Regions from separate parts of the Anas platyrhynchos genome. Here region 2 is linked to region 1. The links are chromatin contacts, called in public Hi-C maps. All regions are on one chromosome and are shown on one strand. Each heading gives the region's core, a stretch centred on a gene start, on an enhancer-like site or on the middle of the called end of the contact. The rest is flanking DNA. Distances are from core to core; before and after follow the strand shown. Region 1 overlaps MAML3 (mastermind like transcriptional coactivator 3). Region 2 holds the start of MGST2 (microsomal glutathione S-transferase 2).

What was found. A called contact is a pair of places that touch in the nucleus more often than the background predicts.
Region 2: a Hi-C map of small yellow follicle shows a contact between it and region 1, with 2.4 times the contacts expected there. The contact joins the promoter of MGST2 here to the enhancer-like site in region 1. A contact is called at or near these places in 2 of 8 Hi-C or Micro-C datasets (F5 follicle and small yellow follicle).

The regions. Positions count from the first base shown.
Region 1 is chr4:39,983,451-39,988,581 of IASCAAS_PekinDuck_T2T, reverse strand. The region is part of intron 2 of MAML3 (mastermind like transcriptional coactivator 3); the gene reads right to left. Among named protein-coding and RNA genes, the nearest start is that of MGST2, 90 kb to the left of the region's middle. Within about 2 kb of position 2,036, at least 4 of the 8 cell types and tissues checked have an H3K27ac peak or open chromatin away from gene starts, as enhancers often do. A contact at or near this core is called in F5 follicle and small yellow follicle, where this site is marked.
Region 2 is chr4:40,073,749-40,078,804 of IASCAAS_PekinDuck_T2T, reverse strand. It overlaps MGST2 (microsomal glutathione S-transferase 2), which reads left to right and starts at 2,708. Exons shown (of 5, transcript XM_005022410.6): 1 at 2,708-2,839. The coding sequence starts at 2,785. LOC119716918 (a long non-coding RNA gene) reads right to left here. Exons shown (of 7, transcript XR_011808671.1): 4 at 1-3,734.

The sequences.
Region 1 (5,131 bases), core at 787-3,286:
TGGGATGGGCACAAGTCCTGGCAAGCTAGTGCAGGGTGCTTGTGCCACCCTGCCTGCCAAGTGAAGGGGCATTCGGGACAGAAAACCATTGCCGTGCTCTGTGAAGGAGCAGCAGCTCTCTGCCCCTGCCTCTGCTTCCATTTGTCATTAAATGGCAGTGGTAGATACGAACTCTGATTATGACTTCAGCATCAAGAGACTGAAATCTTGTCTAGGCACTGTGAGGAAAGAGCCCCTTCTATGTTTAGAGCAAGCAATTTACCTTCCAGTTGCATGCAAAGTACCACCATGGTGCAATCTACATGCATAATACACTTATCAAGAATATTCGCAGCGAAATGCCGAGGAAGCAAACAGAAGAGATGCGGGATGGTGGAGGGAGGCACGCCACCACTCCTCCTATCACCCTGTTGGTTTCTGAGGACCGTGAGCTCCTATTCAACCTCCTTCATTGCAGAAGCCAGTCTAGCGTATGATGTGCAGAAGACTCTCAGCAAGCTACCAGAAGGCTGAACTCGCCCCGTGCAGTTGTCTCCCATTCATTTTGCTGCTATGTTAACTCCCAACAAGCACCACCTCACCTCCACATGGTTACTTATGCCGTAGTTGCATGAAGGAGCATCGGGGGTTCCTCAAAACAACGCGGGATAAGTAATTGCAGGGATTCTTCCACACCACTAAGTTCAATTCATGGTTTTCTAAGCAAAATGTTCGATACCATCAGCAAAGAATGGGAATGAATGCCAAGTAGTCTACAGACTGTACCTGTTCAAGCCCACATGTTAGTCAACCCCTTTTTGGGTTCCACCACTGTAAAAAAAAATCTTCCAGTGGAAAATGCATTAGGATCACAACTAACAGATTTCCACAACCATCACATATAAAAGAAAATCCTGTGAATCAACAACAGGCCAAGTTAGATACTATGCTGCAAACAAAGTGGCTAATTTATCCCAGAATTTCTCTCCACAAGCCTGTCTCCTCTTCCCCAGCCGTCCCCTGTGCCTGGCCTGTGCAGCTTGTCTGAGGACATAGGTGACCTGATGACTTCTTTGTGAGGAGAAATACTTTTAAGGACTGTAGGTTACCTATGTACAGGTTAAAGAAGTTAACAGGGCAGTAGGCCTTGCAAAGGAGATCCAGCCATGATGGGGGCAAGGGGGAAAATCTCTGGCATGCTGATGAGGTAATACCACAATTCTTCCAAGTCCTAATTCTCATTATGCTCCTGAGCCATGTCCTTCAGGAAAAAGAAAGAAAGAAAAAGAAGAAACATGGGACAGATGGGCCTGAAAGCAGACGTGTGCTAAGGTATAGGCCATTAAACAACAACAACAAACTGGGCGTTGGAAAAATCCAAAATGGATTTCTTCTTTTTCCCTTCACGCCAACACTTCCCTCATCAGTACACCCAGCTCGATCCATCTCTAGGAAAGAGTAATGCTAGACCAGCCTGTTTGCCTTGCCTTTGCATATCTATTTAGAAGACTGCACGCAGCAGCTTTGTAAGACTCCTTTATAAAACCTTTGGGGTCTTACATAGCCCACTCGTGCAATGCTCTGAAGCCCTCAGCTCCCGTGAAGTTCACTGGGAGCTGAGGGTCCAGTTGGTAAGATTATTTCTTCTGCACCAAAATTTCTTCAGAGCCGGACACTAACTCTGATGAAACAAATCTTCTTTACGTTCCCTTTTCCTTTCAGTACAAGTTATAGCCAGCACTGTAAAAAAATTTGCAGGATCCTTGAAGACCTGTGAAGACTAAAGGAGTCAGAGGATTGCACAAGATGCCCTAGACACGTTCTGAATTATTCTGAGCACTGTTTGAGAGCTATTTGCCACGGGCTAAAGGCCAGAAAAAAAAAGTGAATAGCAGTTTTGCCCTAAATATGGCCAAGCAAACCACACAAACTTTACTTCTTTGTTGCCTCAATGCCTTCACCTCCAGCTGACCTTGAGTCTCACAAAGGCACGCAACAACAACTAATGGAAAAGTACTCGTCTGGTCTCCCAGATCCCGGCGATTATCAGTCACAGACTCCCAAGGCTGGACCTGCTGTGCGGGGTGAACTGCAAATGCACCATTTACGTCTGCTGAAGAAGTATAAAGAAGAAGAAAAGAGATTTTAAACAAATCAAGGCTCTGATTCAGCGAAGCATTTAAGCGCATGCTTCTCCTTGTGCACCCTAAGCAATCTAAAATATAAAGAACAATTTATGCAACCAACAATGCCATCTGAGACCTTTGCTTGGGTCTTATCTTCCTTATTTCCTCTGTAACAGCCATCTTCACCCCAGTATAAATCCCATCCCCTTCCTAGGCTGAAAATACGTGCACAGTGCTGTTGATTTGCATAAATGCACTGGCTTTGTGCTTCCCAAAGGGCAGATGCTGAAAAGGATGCGTTCTTTCACAACGTGGTGTCTCTCTCCTCTCCCTGCACACACCTGGAGCACCTAGGGAAGAGAGCAGCTGCAGGAAATCTGCCCAAGTGACTCAGTGTTTGCTCCTGGCTGTTCATGCCCATACAGTGAGCGGTGTGGACCACGTCTCCCAGTGCCCCCAGCAGCTTCCTCAGCAGCATGAATGCACATTGGCTTGCCACGTGATAATGATGCCCAGCGTGGGCACAGATGTGGTGGCACCTGACCGGTGTTGGGGAACGGGCTGTGAGGCATCCGGAAAAGGCAGCTGCCTGCAGCAAATGCCAGCAGCGCCTGTGAAATCATCTGGCCTAGAGCACGCTTCTCTGTTGATGTCTGAAGGACATCAAGAAGAAAGGTGCCTGTGCCCAATCTGAATAAACTACTCTGACAGGCGGGGAAGAGCCCACAGGCTGGATGTGACCTGCTGCTTGATGTTGAGCACCTCAGCGGGAGCCAGGCTTGTGAACAGGAGTCTCGCGTTTGCTGCTCTGCCCTCCTCCTAAAGCTGCTCTGTGAAGTTTTGCAAGTACCGCATCGCCAGGGTAGCTCATCACTGAACGTTTCTGAAAAAATGTTAGCTATTACTGAGGGGAAACCACATTTCTACCTTCTTAAGCCATACAGGGACGTCTATACATATAGGTGCTCAGTTCTACTCGCAGCTGTCTAAAGCAACACAGCATCCCTAAGCACAGCAGCCTGCCTGCAGGGCAATTCCCCAAGCTGCTCGCTGCTCTGGAGCTGAACTCAGTTGGAGCAATGGCCATTGTGCACAACACGTATTTTTTTAACCTTTTCCATCGGATGGCTGAGAAAAATAATCTCTGTATTCTCCACACGTGCACACATGTGCATGCAGTTGCTGCCATGACATTCTTATGGTCTTGTGTCACAGCCATCCATGGGTACTAAGCACTTATTAGCAGTTAATCCAAACAAAAGTTGGATTTCAAGCCCTGTTCACCTCTGAGAGCTTGTGTCTCTAAAAGTGTCAAATAAACAAAGACAAAGGAACATTTTCTATTGTTAGATGCTCTAGGTAAACAAGATCCAAGGCTGAGTCACAGAGAGCACCACGGTTCTTTACTAAACCCCTCAGAGGTCTGAAGCACAAGGCATTATAGTTTGTTGTTAGATAAGCCACAGAAATGCACCATAAACCAGCTGTGCATTCACCCACTGGGCTTCCTCTCATCTTATTTTTCCTTCTGAAAAGACTTTGCATTCCCAACTTTTTCTTCTGGCCTAGCAGTGACGAGCCACCTCGGACCAGGGCACTTCCAGTTCCTTAGTCTGCTGATAAAGTGCTCTTGGGCTACTACCAGGATTAAGTGGAGTTGGGTCTCAGAGAAGAACTGAGCTGGGCTAAATCTAAAATAGAAAAAAAAATCATTTGTATGCCTAAAGAAATGCAAACCATCACTTAGCACTTAAATGGTGTCTGCCATTCAGATGTAAACCCAGATTAAACCTCTGCATTTGACTTCAGAGAGCAGGGAGCTTGCCTGAAGTTGTGTATGAACTCAGCAGCATGCCTAAAACTCAATTAAAATCTCTCCAATTCTGTGCCCAGCCAATGGGAATATAAAATGTCTTGCATTTCCTCAAAGCACAAACAAACAAACATACTACAACCATGACAGCAAGAGCCCCCAGACTCCTGTAGGCACCATAAGAAAGCTGCAAGCAAGAACGAGTTGATTCCTTGGAGTCTTAAGGCCACGATTCATATCCTCTATGCCCAGCTGGGGTAGCAGTGACATAAGCCATGCTCTAGAAGTGTCTTTCTTTTCACCGACCTTAAAGGCAGCCCCGGTAGCTAGCTCAAAGGGAGGCATCCACAGTCAGATGCCTGCATCTGGATCCTCCCCAAGCCACCAAGATGACGTGCCCAGTCACAATTAGGGCACTAATTACATGTTGCTGCTGTTGACATCTGTGTTTAATTAAGATTTCTGTCTGTGTGGTGTCAAGTCCTTCCTCCAGTTTCATTTCCAAAGGCTTAAGTTTTGTCCCACCAAACTCTAAGAAAAAAAAAATGAAATCTTCGTAGTTTGGCCTGTAATTATGGTATTACATGCACTCTTGGAAAGACGCTTATTTTCTTGCAATGCCAAGGGAGAAAAAAAGTTGTGCAGGTCCAAGTTCTTGCTTCGTTATCTACATGCTTAATCACTTCTGGACTATTTAAAAGAGGCAGAGATAAAGGGAGAGGTAGCAGGAGGGACCGGGAGTTTAAATTACAGATAAATAGCAGCCTTATAACCATGATGGTCTAAGCACAGTCTGGAGAGAGAGAAAAACTATGCTTAATTAGACACACAGATAGTAGAGAAATATATACAAGCTTTGGGATAAGCAAGCACTTCTTCCTTATTTAATAACAGCGGCAGTAACCTTAGTAACAACTTCAACAATGAGCAGGCACGCTGGAGAAAAGATGGAAAATCGACTAGGTATCAGGCATGCAGAATGGTGCACAAATCTGCTGGGTGATAAAGCCGCCCCTAGTATGAGAGTTTGTTTATAAAGGAAATTACATGGGCAGCAGGTTGAGGTTTTTCCTAGGGCTATTTACAATGCTCTTTTATTTTTCCTCCTTTCTTCTAAGCTTTTCAAAACTGTCAAATGAAAACAAAAGCCTGGCAATTAGCATATTTCAGAATTACATTAAGGGCCCAGCTTCACAACGCACAGCTGCCCCAG
Region 2 (5,056 bases), core at 1,459-3,958, 90 kb before region 1:
ATATTGAAGGAATAAAAGTATTTTCTTCCTCTTTCACCTGTTTCATAGTTCTGATAATTTTAAAGGCTGAGTATGGCCCAACGCCACGCAGACCCACATTCTTCATTATATATTGTTTTAAGATAGAGGAAATTAATAAACCCTAGAGCTCACTCCTGTTACTGCTGTAGCTAAACTGCTTTTGACACATGAGCTAGCCTCATACATTGTAATAGTGTTGATTTACCCTATAAATGTTTCCAGTGAAATATATGAGAGTTCAGATACTTTCCCTTCCAGCCAGGAGCCTCTATTCTTCAGAGCCTGTCTCCTAGAGGTGTTTAAAAATAAAAGATGCTGCACTGCCAGTTGGGACTGGCCTTTAAGAAGTTACACCCCCAGCATAGACTGAATCCTGCCCTTTGCAAAGCTCTTTTCAGCTCTTCCAGAGACAAAAACTGAGCAGCTTTGACAGTGTAACTCCATTAAAAGAACTTATTTGATCAGCCTGGTTTCATGCTTAAAATGCTTTTGGTCTCACTACCCCAACCATCTGCTCTCTTGTGACAGCAGCTCTGCCACCCTGCTGGGATCTGCCTTCATTGCTGGGTCAACAGCAGCTTCCCTACAGGCAGGAGAGCCAGCCTTCTTGCGGAGGTCTGCCAGGGAAGCACAGGTCAGCAAGAATTTCCCCTAAATCCTGTGGCTACGCAGACTCCCAGGTCTGGTGCAGCTGCTCCGTGAGATTTGCCAGTCCCTTCCCTACCCAATGGCTCAGTTTCCACTGCTGGAAACTGCATTGGGAGAGACCCATTTGTCCCTGTGGAGCACACAGGGGAAGCATGGTACAGGACGACACCACCTAAGCGTGATAAGATCCCACCAGTATTTCTAATTTCACTGTTCAGAGCCTCTCTTCTTGCTATTTGGCTTTAGACAGCTGGAGAAGCCGTGTGCATTTACAACAGCAGAGATAAGCAAAGCACATATCAAATACATGCAAGCAGCAGAAATACAAAATTAAATGACATTCCTCAAGAGCAAGCTGAGGAATCAGCCACAGACAAGCTGCCAAAATGTCCTGACATAACTGAAGAAACCTCCTGGTTGATCCTGCCACCTATTTATGTATTGGGGCTTACACACATTGTAAAAGCTCTGGGCATCTGAGATGCTACTGTATTTGCACAGTCAGAAGTGGACCCAGCCTAAAAGCCTTATTTTGTGTGTGATCCCATTTTCTGTTACTGAGTTTTACGGGGAGAAAGCATAACTCTATAACAAAATTGTCTGTGGACCATGTATGACCAATGGAAATACAAGTCTATAGGCAACTACAAACTCCCTGCTACCAGCAGAAATTGAAAATGGTTTTAAGTGTACCCTATCTCTGCCATAATGGCCATGTAATTTATAAAAATTTTGTGGGTTCAATCCCTGTCCTAGATTATATTCCTGCCTACCTTTAAATCAAACTTCGGTGGACTTAATGTGTCATTGCCATTTTGAAATTCACATACTTTGAATGAAGTTGGAAAGCAAACATGACTTCAGCATCAGCTAGCCTTAAAATGCTTAACTCTTATGGGCTTAAGTTTCCAAACTGACCTTTCAGACTTTCCAGTTGCCAGCCCTGTGTTACTGTTTTCCATCCCATATCGTGTTCTCCCCCATATCAGCAGGGTGTTGATGCTTTGATCACTCCTGAGCCAGCCCCTAGAAGCAGAGCTGTCTTATCAGAAGGCCAGCCCCTTACTACAATAACAGTAAATAAAGTGCATAAATCAGCAGTTAAAGAGTTACAAAGTACAAACACCCAGCTGCTGTTATTAAAGCATATCTACTGTTCTAATCTTTAGAAAGAACAATATACTGAATTAACACCCAACAGATTTTACCGTGACAATTTTCACAATGAAAAAAATGATTTAAAGTTTTACTTTTGCCTTCAAAATTAATATACGTGACTAAAGACGAGGAAATACCCCATCGTAATATCAGTTGGAGACAATGCAGGCAGATAATCCTGGAATTGCACAAAAAAAATTACACAGGTTTTGTTCTGGAGGACTCATGGGATCGTAAAGGCTAACAACATTAAGTGTCCTGTTAGCTAAGGCTAGCTGATAAAAAAAATCCTTGAGAGAATCCCTCCTCATTTTAGTCCCAGGCATAAACTCCGGGAAACACACTCCAGACAATAAAACAAGGGGAGATTTTTCTCTCTCAGTTGTTTTACCCTGTGAACTACCCTGAGCGATTTCCTCCTGCGCAGTGACTGTTTGTAAGCAGCTGTTGTGTCGCCCACAAGAGCCCAAGTTGAACACATTCAGCAAAACCGTAAATCAAGGGTAGGGACAGCACAAAGCTGCGCTCCCCCGCCACAGCTCCTGCACCTGCTCCTTTAGGGCAGCACCACCGGGGATGGATGCAGACCTCACTGTACGAGACCCTGTACAAACAGGGAACAAAGTCTGCGCCCCCAACGAGATTACGACTGAAGTCTGAGACTTAAAAGAGCAGCTGAAGCCACAGAGGCAGGCAGGGCTGGTTTTGTTCTCGCTGTGCCTTCACGCAGGCAAGAGGCAGGCAGAGCCGCCTGGCTGCATTTCAACTTTTTCCATGGCAGAAAAATGGCTGTAATTTTGCACTCATTTTAAAAAGCCGGGCTATTTTGTTTCCTTTGTTGTGGTGCCGAGAAGCACTGCAATTCCCCACCTGTTGTTGCTCCTTATTGCTCAGTTGAGCTCACTCGAGCTCCCTCCCCTACACACACCCTGCTCGCACACGGAAGCGGCCAGAACCATGGGGGACTTCACCTTGCTGGCCGCTGTCTCCCTCCTCTCTGCCTTCCAGCAAAGTAAGATCTGCGGGGCTGCAGGGCTGGGGCTCGGGGAGGTTTCCACCGATTCTGGATGTTTTGTGGTGACAAACTGGTTGTCCTGTAACTTTAATTCCTGGTGCCTCCTAAGTCGCTTCTCGCTGGGGCACTGTTTGCCTTCTCTGTAGCCCGAGAGGGAGTTGGCTCCGTGGCACAGATTACTTTTCCCCGTGGGGAAAAGTAATTTATTTTCAATTTATTTTCAGTTCTGTTTTGTTTGCTGACTCTTTGGAATCGTGCTACTGTGAGAGCTCGCAACTAGCTGTGAAGTTACCCAACAGCCATGTTGTGTCTTGGTTTCAATTCTTATTTAGGCAGCTACGCAACCCAAAACCTCAAAAAGTGAGAGTAAATTTGTCAAATCAAGTACACCAGTGCTGGACTGAAAGCACTGCACAAACTGTTGCCTGGAATAGCCAGACACACGCTAAGTATCGGAAAGGGAAGAGGAAAACAAACCTTTACGCCAGGCAGCAAGAATAGGAGGTGTTCTGCAGTACATCCTCCTCATTACAAGTCTATTTGGACCTTAAAGAAAAGTTTTGTCCCCTGCTGATATACCTCGAGAATCAAGGACCAGGAAAGAAGCGGGCAAATCTGCAGTGCTCATTTTGATGGGCATCTCTCACGTAGCTATGGTAGCATTTTTACTTCTTGTAATTAATTTCTTCTATATACGTTGATTCATATAGTTGTGTTCACATCAGGAATCACGATGATCTCTGAAGGCATTTGCAGTATACTAGGATGCGATTAAGAGCAAGTTAAAAGTAATTGCTTCATCTTTTTTCCAAGTACCTATAGCACTGCAACTTAACGAATGCAATGTGATTGTTTGTTCTGAAAGCTTCAGCTGCTGAAGTAACACTTGCACCTAGCAGGAAAAAAAATAGCCTGAGAACATGACCCCTTCTAGGTTTAAAAAAAAAAAAAAAAAGGTCCAACACAACAGAAAGCACTTTAAATTTGCATTCTTTTTCTGTCATCAGATCAGCTGCAACACACTCTTGTGATCTGCACAAAACATTGCTATTTCTGGCTGCTGGCAATATCTACCATCAACTTCTGTGAAAGCTCAACTTGTCTGCCTTAACTTTTAACATAGAAGCGTTAGGAGTTAAAAACAAAAACACACATTATCTGGAAACCCAGTGCATTTTGAAAACACAGTGAAACGTGCAGATACCAAAAGGGGAAAGGGAGGAAGAAAATGTTCTTTCTTGTGATGTTTAGTTCATATTAGTTACTCTAGTTAAAACTCACTGAAAAGCTAGGATCACCTGGATTTTGATTTACGCATTGGGCAGTCCAACATCAAGCCCAGAGAGAAACCTTTGTAAGAACCTGATCTGTTAATCTGATTTAAATCACAGCGCGGTTTACTTTTAGCATGGATAAACCAACACCAATCAACTATCGTGAGTTCAGGTGAACGCTGTGAAGCTGGTAGTGCAAGCATGTGCTATAACCAGCTTGTGTAATGGATGGGATGCATTGCGGAGCGTGACCAATTGCTGCAAACAAAATGCAACACAGACAGCGCTTAGTGCGCTGGTTGCTCCTCCGTTTCTTCTGCTGAGCCTCTGGTCCTGAGCAAGGAAGGTTTCACTTAATCATCGTCAGAGATACAGAAAGACAAGGTTTTGTGTCTCAGAACCATGAGTTATTCAAAGATTTATTTAAGTTGCAAATTAGCATGCACTATCGTACACCATGATAAAAGTATCAGCCTCTCTACAGGCTTGAACACAAAATATTTGAGTAACGTTCCTTGAAAGCCTGATTCGTCCTGCATTTTCGGTGTAAAGATATTAACACAGTAACCGTAAATGCCACCTGAAAATGAAAACAAAAAAAAGGCCAGCAAAGGCCAGTTGCATATGCTTTGTAACTACCACAGCCATGTCATTTAGCCAGCTAGAACTGAACACGTCGATAGAGGGGAAGGAAAAGGCTGGGGAAATCTTTACTTCCTCCTGCTGCAATGCTTTCTGGCGTGCTCACAACAGCAGCTCCAGTGGGCAGGCAGCAGAGCTGTCCCATTGCTTTATTATTTATTTCAGCCCTTGTTAAAACAACCACAGAACTCACGCTTGGGGCTACATCGCTGTTTTCTTTTCACCGGGATGGAACTGAAAGGCAGGCTGCATTCAGTGAACAAGAAATACAGCAACAATTTGTCCCCTCAGCTCTTTT